2 separate regions of the Triticum aestivum genome follow, and region 1 is linked to region 2. Evidence: chromatin contacts called from public Hi-C data. All regions are on one chromosome and are shown on one strand. Each heading gives the region's core, a stretch centred on a gene start, on an enhancer-like site or on the middle of the called end of the contact. The rest is flanking DNA. Distances are from core to core; before and after follow the strand shown.

Region 1 (4,546 bases), core at 921-3,420, 220 kb after region 2:
CTACAATTGCCATGTATGGTCTGATCTAATGTAGTTGCCATGATTTCATAATTTTAGGAGTTGCCACATACTAACACTAGGCAGTTGAGAGAGTTGCCATGTGCTCACAGGCATGCTAGGGCCGTTTCCATGTAAAAAGGAAGAGTTGCCATCTGCTTACGTGCACGTTTGGGCAGTTGCCATGTACATGCACGTTAGGACAGTTGCCATGTACCATGCAAAAACATATGGCAACTCGATAAAAGAGAGTTGTCATCTGCTTACGTGCACACTAGGCAGTTGCCGTGTACCCTGCAAAACACATGGCAAACTCGGGTAAAAAAACGAGAGTTGCCATCTGCTTATAAAGCACACTAGGGGCAGTTGCCATGTGCACTGCAAAACACATGGCAACTAGCAGCTTGGGTGTGGGAGAGGAGACAGACGTGTAAGCGAGATGGCAAATGCCGACACACTAGCCCTTGTGTGTGCGTGTAAAGTGGCGCGTGGGCGAACTGCTGAACGCCCACACAGCAGCCCCTCATATGTGGTGAAACGGCCGTGTGGGCGACCGGCTGAACGCCCACACACCATGCCAGTCCTACGTGGCACTAGAAACATGCCAAGATTCGTGCGCTCACGAATGGACGCGGATCCACACGTGTGGGCGAGATGCAAACGCCCACTCGTGTGGGCGTTAACATTTCCGTAAATCTAATAAACCTGATTTGAAGTTGTAGATCTGATCCTTTTCACAAAAAAGTAGATGTTGGTATATTTATCAATAGATTTGATCAAACTTAAAGATGCTTGACTTAGGTAAAACTTAAAAATATTGAAACGGAGGGAGTAATTAACACCAAATTTGGTAAATTGGGAACCAATCAACTGTGCAAACGCTTAAAAACACAGGGGAATTTTTCACGAATTAATTTATAGGGAAGAAATTATGACATGAAGCAGATGAGAGCCAGGTCAAAGGAGCTCCACATCACCACATCGCTGTCGACGGCATCGGCGTTCGGCGACGAGATCACCGCCTCCGGCGAACAGCTCGCTACCTCAGACGACGAGCTGCTGTTGCTGCTCGAGCTTTCCTCGTGGCCTCCCTCAACGCAATCTACCACCGCTTCTTGATTTTGTTCCTGCCGCTTCCTCATGCACGCATCCCTGAGACCGGAGAGCGCCAGCCCGTGGCCGACGGCGCCGGAGTTGCCTAGGCGCAGGCGGAGGCACTCGGGCACGCCGCTGAGCGCGTAGAGCGAGGCAGAGATCTTCCGCTCGTACTTCATTCTCTTCATCACCTCGTGGATTGCCGCCGAGTTCTCGTTCTCGCCACCGCCGTACTCCGAAGCCTCTGCCTCCGCCTCCACCGCCCCGCCGATCTCCGCCGCCATCATCTCGAACGGTGCGAAAAGCCCCGCGTCGCCGACGTCCCCTGGGGGAGACGGGTGCGCGTCCATGAACCCGAAGTCCAGAGGCGCTTCTTCCTCCTCCTCGGACACATCCTCTTCCTCATCATCCGCGTCTCGAGGGCAATGGAAGTCCTCCTCGTATTTCACGACGCCATGCTCGTCGACGTTCGAGTCGTAGCTGAGGAAGTCGTCGACGTGGAAGTTGCCGGCGCCGTACTCCTCTTGGTCTTGCTGCTGCTGCCCAAGTGCTTCTTGCGCAGTGGCACTTGCACTAATGTGGTGTTCGTCGCTGATGCTGCGCGCTCTCTTGAGGCGGAGGAGGAGGAGGTTGGTGACCTTGGAGGGGAGAGCCGATGGCGGCGGCGTGTGGTGGTGGAGGTGGCCATGGTTCTCGGCCAACCCTGCCCCGCCGTGGCCGTCCGAGGCGGCCGCGGGGGCGGCTGCGCGGGGCCAGAAGTTGGTGCGGGTGTTGGCGCCGCGGAGGAGGCACGCGGCCTCGTCGTAGGCGCGGGCAGCCTCCTCGGCGGTGTCGAAGGTGCCGAGCCACACCCGGATCTTCTGGATGGTGTCCTTGATCTCCGCCACCCACCGCCCCGACGGCCGCTGCCGGACGCCCACGAAGCGCTTCCGAGCCCGCTGTGCAGCCGCCGCGGCGCCGACCGTCGCTGCCCATGGTTCCGGCCCTGTCGCCGTCGTGACGCTGGCGGTGTCGGGCTGGTGGTGGTCGTCCGCGGCGAGGTCAGCCTCTGTGGGGGACAACTTGCGCTTCATCGCCATGTATGGAAAAATTAAGGTTTGCTGGTTCCTGGTTGCCGATCTGCTGCTGTGGTTCGCTAGTATAGGTGCGAGGCTGCTACATTTGAGGTATTTATAAGGTGGAGTCTGTCAGGAGTGTGAGCTAATGAAGAAGGGAGGGCAGGAGAAATTGCTTCATGCTAATTTGGATTGTTTGGGTGCTGTACAAATGGAAGGCGGTTGAGGACAGTTTTGGCTTGACCAAGTTTTCAGTATCTGGGAGGCCGGTAGGAGTGAACGAGAACACGTATTTGCTTAGAAAAACAGATTTTACTCGTACGTGCAAGACCTCGTCTCTCTATGTCGTAGAGGGCACCTTGAAGTTGGCTCTGAGAATGTGAAGGATAATGAAGTACTCCCTCCGTCCCATAATGTAAAACGTTTTCTGATATTAATAAGAGTAGCTCGGATCCAAGTTTTATCATCGTAAATATGGTCGCAAAATAGGTGAGTAGACAACTTGCTACACGCTGGAAATTGATTAAATTTTGCTGGAAATTGATTAAATTTAGGGACGCAAAATAGGTGAGTAAAACAACCTGCTACACACTGGAAATTGATTAAAGTCGTGAAACGGTTTCCTACAGACAGACCCTCGCATCGCTCCTCGGGAGCGGCTCGGGCGGAACCCCCAGCAGCCACCCCCGCCGGCCCCTCCACCCCGTCCCTCCCCTGCCGCCGCCGGCACACGTCGCCGGGCAAAGGCCCGGCGGCGGCGGACTTCGTTCCTCGCGTGGTGTGGGGCTCTCGCGTTCCTTCGTTCTGCTCGTTCGGTGGTGCGTGCGCAACGACCTTGGCTGCTCCTGGCGTGCTCTGGCTCGCGCGGGCAGTGGGCTTCGTGGTCGTCCTGGACCCCTCTGGATGCGGGATGGGCCGGCGGCGCGGGCCTCTGTGCGGCACGGGGGGTGGACCTAGGTGGCGGTGTTCCATCGGGCTCGCCCCCCGACCAGCTGCCGCTCGGGGGTGCTGCGGCGTGCGCGGCTAGATCCGGCCGGGTCCGGCCCGGATCAGTTGGGGGCCGCCCCGTCCCTGCGCCATTGCTGCAGATCTGACGCCGCTGCTGCAGATCTGGCTTCCCCCACTGGCTTTGCGTGCGGGCAGTTTTGGGTGGTGCTTGCTGGTGGCCGGGAGCTTCCCGGTGTGGTATTGGTCGGCGAGGTGCCGGGCGACGCCGTTGGCCAACTCTTCTCCTGTCTCTTGACCGGTTGCGATTGCGCTGGTCGACGGTTCCTTGGTGTGCAGATGGCTGCCATGGATGTGGCTTGCTCTCCACGCGGGGTGCCGCCGGGGGCGGTTGGGAGGGTCTCCTTGTCCTCATGTCGGCTTGGGTGGGCGCTTGTCCGTCGAGTTACGTGAGGTTCATGGCTTCGCTGTGGCGGCCATGGATGCGGCTTCCTCCCACCTGGGAGGGCCGTGGCTTGGGGGTGGCTGTCTTTCCCTTTCTGAAGGGCTTCATCCTCATTGGTGTTCTTGTGGTTCGTGCTCGAGTGCTTCTTTCGTGTGTCTCTGCTAGGCGGTGCCCAGCGGCCTCTCCGGTGGCACATAGGTGCGGTGGCGCCGTCTCGGCCTCACATGCCCTTTCGACCATGCCCCACGACACAGGTGGTGTTGTGGCATTGTGCGGTCTCGGATGTGCGGTGCCTTTCGATTTGCATCGACGGTGCAGTGTCTTGGTTTGGTCTCCTAGGTGATGCCCTTCGACTACGCCGGTGGTGCATAGGTGCCGTGGCGTCGGCCTCGCGTGTCCTTTCGAATGTACCCCACAACACAGGTGGTGTCGCGGTGTTGTGCAGTCTCGGTGCGCGGTGTCTTTCGATTGCGTCGACGGTGCAGTGTCGTGGCATGGTCTTGGCTGGCCCATGCCGTTCGATTACACTGGGTGGTGCTTTTGTTTTGTTGTGTGGTGTTTCCCTCTTAGCTTCTCCATGTCATGTGTGTTTTGGCGTGAGGGTTTCTTTTGCTTTATTTCTTCTCCTTGTGCCCCCCTGTATCTCTGGTTCACTTGAACCCATCTTGCATCAGGTTGCAAAGCTCTATAGGCAACAATGAATACAATTCAGGTGGGGGAGTCCCCCTCCCCCCTGAAAATTCAAAAAAAAGATTAAATTTAAGGATGGGCTGCCAGTCGCCTGAAATCCCAAATTGGGTCAGTTGAATCATTCTCTGCCCTGGTCTCCGATCCAACGACAGCCAGCCATCTCCTTTCTCCAACCGTTTTCTGAAAAACAGATCACACAACTACATGTCTTCTTCTTTCTCCCGGCGTCATCTTCCTCAACCACCCCCACGGACCACCAGGTGGATCGCCACCCTAAGATAGACCTAGAGGCCTTCTCCATGAGCTCCTTCACTCTCTT
Region 2 (4,694 bases), core at 827-3,326:
ATATTGTACTTAACCGACTAGGTTGTAACGCTAGACCCACCGGTACCTATATAAAATGAGGGGTAGGGCTCGTAGACAATACACAACGATCTCATGGTAGATCACTTGTAGTTTGTACTCCACCCCAAATCAATACAACACAATCATGACGTAGGGTTTTATCTCTTAGGTGAGCCAAAAGCCTGGGTAAAACTTGTGTCCCTGTTACCATCGTGTCAAGACTACTAACTTGGAACCCTCTACCCAAGTTCTGTCAGATTCGACTCCATCATTGGTGGCCCATATAGGCCCCCGTTGAGTTGTCGTAGAGATTCGATGGGGATCAAGATGGGCGAGCATATTGGCACCGGCATGACCTTCGTACCGGGCCAAATCTTTTTCTTCGGCAACGTCGCTCCTTTCTCTGACTCGACCAATCATCTAGGTCAGGTCGAGACCTTTGCTCCAGGCTGGGTTGTCAGATTCAGCAACATAGAGTACACCGCGTACTCACGCGGACGTGGAGAGCTAGTCTTCTCAAGCCGAGTGTCAAACTAGATTGAGGAGCGGCAAGAAGCACCTGTCCTCACGTCGATGTTGATCCAGGCTCAGGACAAGTGTGAGGATCTCTCGTCGGATCTGAACATAAGTCAAGATCTTATGACACACCCTGAAAAGCTAGACAACGGATCTGGCCCCATGTGAAGAGCCCGGATCCAGGTCAGATCGAATCTTAGGAAAACTCCCCTGACACCGATGTCAGATCGATCCCTAGAAGAATGCGAGAAATCCCTCCTGAGATGTTAGATCGGATTTAGAGGCTCACAATATCAGATGACCAGCATTCAGTCCATGATCGGATCTGGGAGTCACGTGGAAAGGTCGGATTATTTTGACCAACCCACCTTGTCGCTAATGATGAAGATCTGACCGAGGTCCTCACGAGCGGCTCAGACAAGGTTGACGACATGGACGAGGAGGTCTGTGAGTCTTCGGGCAGCCTACCGACGGCCACCACACCCACTGGCAAGTGGACATCAACCTCCACATACGTCATCTATATGGTAGATACTCCACACAACCCGGGGGCAATACAAACGACGGCGGAGGCGGTGACGGCAACGACAGTAACAACGAGAATAATAACAACAAGGGCAATATTGCCAATCCCAATGACAATGCTGAAGAACCGGACAACAACCTCGGTGCCGAGGACATTGGCATCCCAAAGAGTCGCTTAACAGCCCCAACCACGACGCGTTGAGGTAAGGTTGGTCCGCATGTCCAACAAGATAACAAACGAGAAGTGAAGACTTTCGGAAGAGCAAGAGTATATGGGCGACCGCTGGAACGAGCTCTTCCAAGCCTAGGAAGTGTTCAAGGCCAAGTTGAAGCAGACGACGAACAATAAAGCACCACCTAGCTACTACAAGAACCTGATGAAAGACCTCGATGCCACCGCCGACGAAAGTGCAACATCCCAGCGCCAGTGGGCCAAATTGCACAAGCATGCCGAAAACCGACCTCCCCCTAACGGTTGAAGGCATGGTACAAGCATGCACGCCCCAAGGCGTCGGACCGACGACGCAATAGAAATGCCCCATCAGTTGGCATGGGTGGTTCAAGCAGATGCCCTTCCCCACCCGAGGTCCCAGCTTCTCGGACCATCTATCAGGCCAAATACTGTGATCAGTGAGACTGCACCAAGTACGGGGATGTGGGCAATTCTGATGTGCGTCACATCATCGCCCCGTACCCGAGGTGTTTCACAGATGAAGTCATTGAACATAAATTCCCACCAGGCTTCAAAATTGTGAATGTCCAAAAATACAACGGGTTGACTGACCCCTCGGTCTTGATTAAGGATTACCAGCATGTTTGATTTTCATCCCGGAGAAAAAGTGCCTGGCCTGAACGGTGCAACACTCCCCACACACAAAATGAGACCACATATATTCTCAAGAAAACGAGACTGCATAAAAGAATCCACCAAAACTAGAAGGACAAGCAGAAAAAAAACAGGATTATAATTATAAACGCAGTTGTGTGGAACCAGTGGAGAAAGGGAGGGGCAGCAAGAGAACAATTAGAGGGGCAGAACAGTCCATTCGCAGAGCCCATGAACTAGGCTTTGCCACCCCACCCCGGCACCCCCCACCAGTTTTTCTCAAGATAAAAAACCAAATCCATTAGCCCTGCGTTAGAGCAGCAGCAGCAGAAGCAGGCACCACCAAACTCAGCTCGCTCCGCAAGAAAGACACTCTCACCAGCGGCGGCCGGGCGGCGGATCGACGCCAAGAAACTCAAGCGTTGTGCTTGATCGCATCCACCCAACTCACAACTTTTGTGAGGTAATTATAAGCCCCTGCCAGTTCTTCTTTTCCCCCTTCAAACAAGGTTTGGATTTTTGTTCTCTGTCTATCGTGAGTTCAGCAGGCAAGCTCGACGCCGCCGCGCATTTTTCCCGTCCAATAAGAGATGAAATGGTGTATTATTGAAGTGTTTATTTCTACGCTACTCCGACAATGAGTTGGAGGAGTGTATCCAGTAGTGGTGGTGGTTCGGTGGGAATGTTTCTTGGTGTTGGTTTGGTCGTTTCCCCTGTCCTAAAAAGCTGCCTTTTCTTCTGCGCTTTTCTGTTGGTTTCTGCCAACCAAGGCCTTTCTTTCCTCCCATCACTGGTTCCCTCCCTTCCACCTCCGTCTGATGAGAAGCAGAGGAAGAGGCGGCGTATTCTCCTCGCCGGGTCCACTGTCTAGGGCCGTCGAGATCGGACGGAGCCTTCCTCTTCCCCCTCCGCCGCCAGGCGTCTCCTTCCGCAGCCCCGCGCAACAAAGATCTTCGTCGCCCTCCGCTGATTCATTTCTTTTGCTGGTGACGGATCCCTAACTCGTTTCGATTGATTTATTCCATGCAGCCGATCTAATCCCAACGTTTAGTCTGTCCCCAATACACCCATTTTTTCTGTCGCGGATTTGTTTGCAGTTTATTTTCTAAAAGATTTTTCTAAGGGTTCTGTTGATCATCCTTTCCCTTTGTTAGGCACTACTGAACTGAACTTGCGTTCTTTGTTAACTGAAAGTAAATTGCAAATTATTCTCTTTCTTTTTTCTGTAGCACGAGGTAAAGTGTGATTTTTTGTTGAGACATGTGCCATTATTTGTCAATCCCGGTATTACAGTTTTTGTGGTATTTTTTATACGAGAAACTTCATAATCCTATGTTCCATTTTCCTATTTCGGATTTATTATAAGGTCTTTCCTCCTTAGCCAAAATTTACCTAGAAAAATCAGATTATGTCAATTTCTTTATGCACATTTCGATCTTGCTGCCAACCAAGAGGAGAAGCAACCCCTCCAAACCAGTGGTCTACGGATTGCAATTCTATAACCACTGTTTGACTGCCTACATGTGCCACACCCTTAAATTATTCTCATCTTGCAACCTGTCTGTGCCATTCATGTTGCTTGCTTGTGATTTTAACCAAGATAAGATTCCTCCCCTCACTGGTGCTTGTTCCCATGGTCTCCCAACATTGCATCACCGATTATTCCCGCTGTCCCCTCACCTCAAGATGCTGCCCTTGTGCTCTGCAGGTGCTGCCCCTTACTCCTCTCCTTGTGTGATCCAGCTTGGACGAGGAGGAGTCCTTGTTGCCGTTGTGCTCTCCCGGACCCAGATCTTGATGCAACTGCCGGCTAGTTTACTCATCTAGAGGGAGGGAGGTCTGCTTGGGCTCTTGACCTGATTTGATTTGGTGGGGGCTCTGCCGCGGTTCAAAGGGGGACAGTTGGGCGTGGATCTTTATCACCAGTTGTTGGTGTTGTCCTTTCAATGGTGGCCACCGGTTTGGTACTTTGTTGATGGGTCAAGTGTTGTGGGTTTGTTAAGGCGTTCCTTCTTGGCTCCCATTCGGTGGTGACTGGTGAGGTAGGGGAAAGTAGAAGAGCTAGAGAGAAAGCAAAAAGGGGAGGAGATTTGCAGGCTGTTTCTCGGTGTGGCACAATGAAGCATATGAAGCTTGGTTCCAAGCCGGATGTCTTTCAGACAGAGGGCAGCAATATCAGGTTAGTTGATTTGCTTCTGTTCTTCCTCAGAGTTTCTTCAGATTCTGTTGACATTTTTACTTCATCTAGTCCTTGCTCTCCAGTTTAGTACCAGTCCTGTTGGACGACGGCAACAATTTTGTGGTTGGGATTGTGAGATCTGTTCGCTTGAGAGAGATTTGGCTTTAGTATGCGTCTTCGTTCTGCAAATTTGCCAGAATAGAGGGGATCGTGTTTTGGTTGTTTCTTGAAATAAATTCCAAGTAAAGAAGTCGCTAAAGGGGGCCAATCATACTGGTTACTGGTCATATGCGATCAGCAATTAATTAGCTCTGTGGTGGGGAATACTGGCCTTGATCTGTAGTTTCCTGGGCTCCATTTCGTAAACAGGAAGAAAAGGATGTGAGCATGCTCCATCGGTGCCATTTCTTTGATTTCAGTTACTAGTATGAGTTTGGGAATCTGCGCAAAACGTCCAATCATTGTGAAGTATTGACATTACTGTTACAAATTTACACTATGAAACCTTTTATATTTGGGTAAAACTAGATAGGTATATATCTATATAATATGTACAGCTATTATATTCGTGTCATGTTTAGCAACTAAATTTTAAAAGATTTACCATGCGGATTGGATTGCTTTCTCATTATAACAATGTTCACAAAA

Evidence for each region. Hi-C and Micro-C count contacts between places; a contact is called where the count stands out from the background.
Region 1: a contact with region 2 is called in a Hi-C map of leaf, with 5 times the contacts expected there. The contact joins the promoter of LOC123082261 here to the promoter of LOC123086841 in region 2. A contact is called at or near these places in 2 of 5 Hi-C or Micro-C datasets (leaf and an unstated tissue).

What each region holds. Positions count from the first base shown.
Region 1 is chr4A:544,084,244-544,088,789 of IWGSC CS RefSeq v2.1, forward strand. LOC123082261 reads right to left here and starts at 2,171. Exons shown (of 1, transcript XM_044504631.1): 1 at 927-2,171. The coding sequence starts at 2,171. The coding sequence ends at 927.
Region 2 is chr4A:543,863,527-543,868,220 of IWGSC CS RefSeq v2.1, forward strand. LOC123086841 (BTB/POZ domain-containing protein NPY4) reads left to right here and starts at 2,077. Exons shown (of 5, transcript XM_044508660.1): 1 at 2,077-2,330; 2 at 3,576-4,046. The coding sequence starts at 3,985.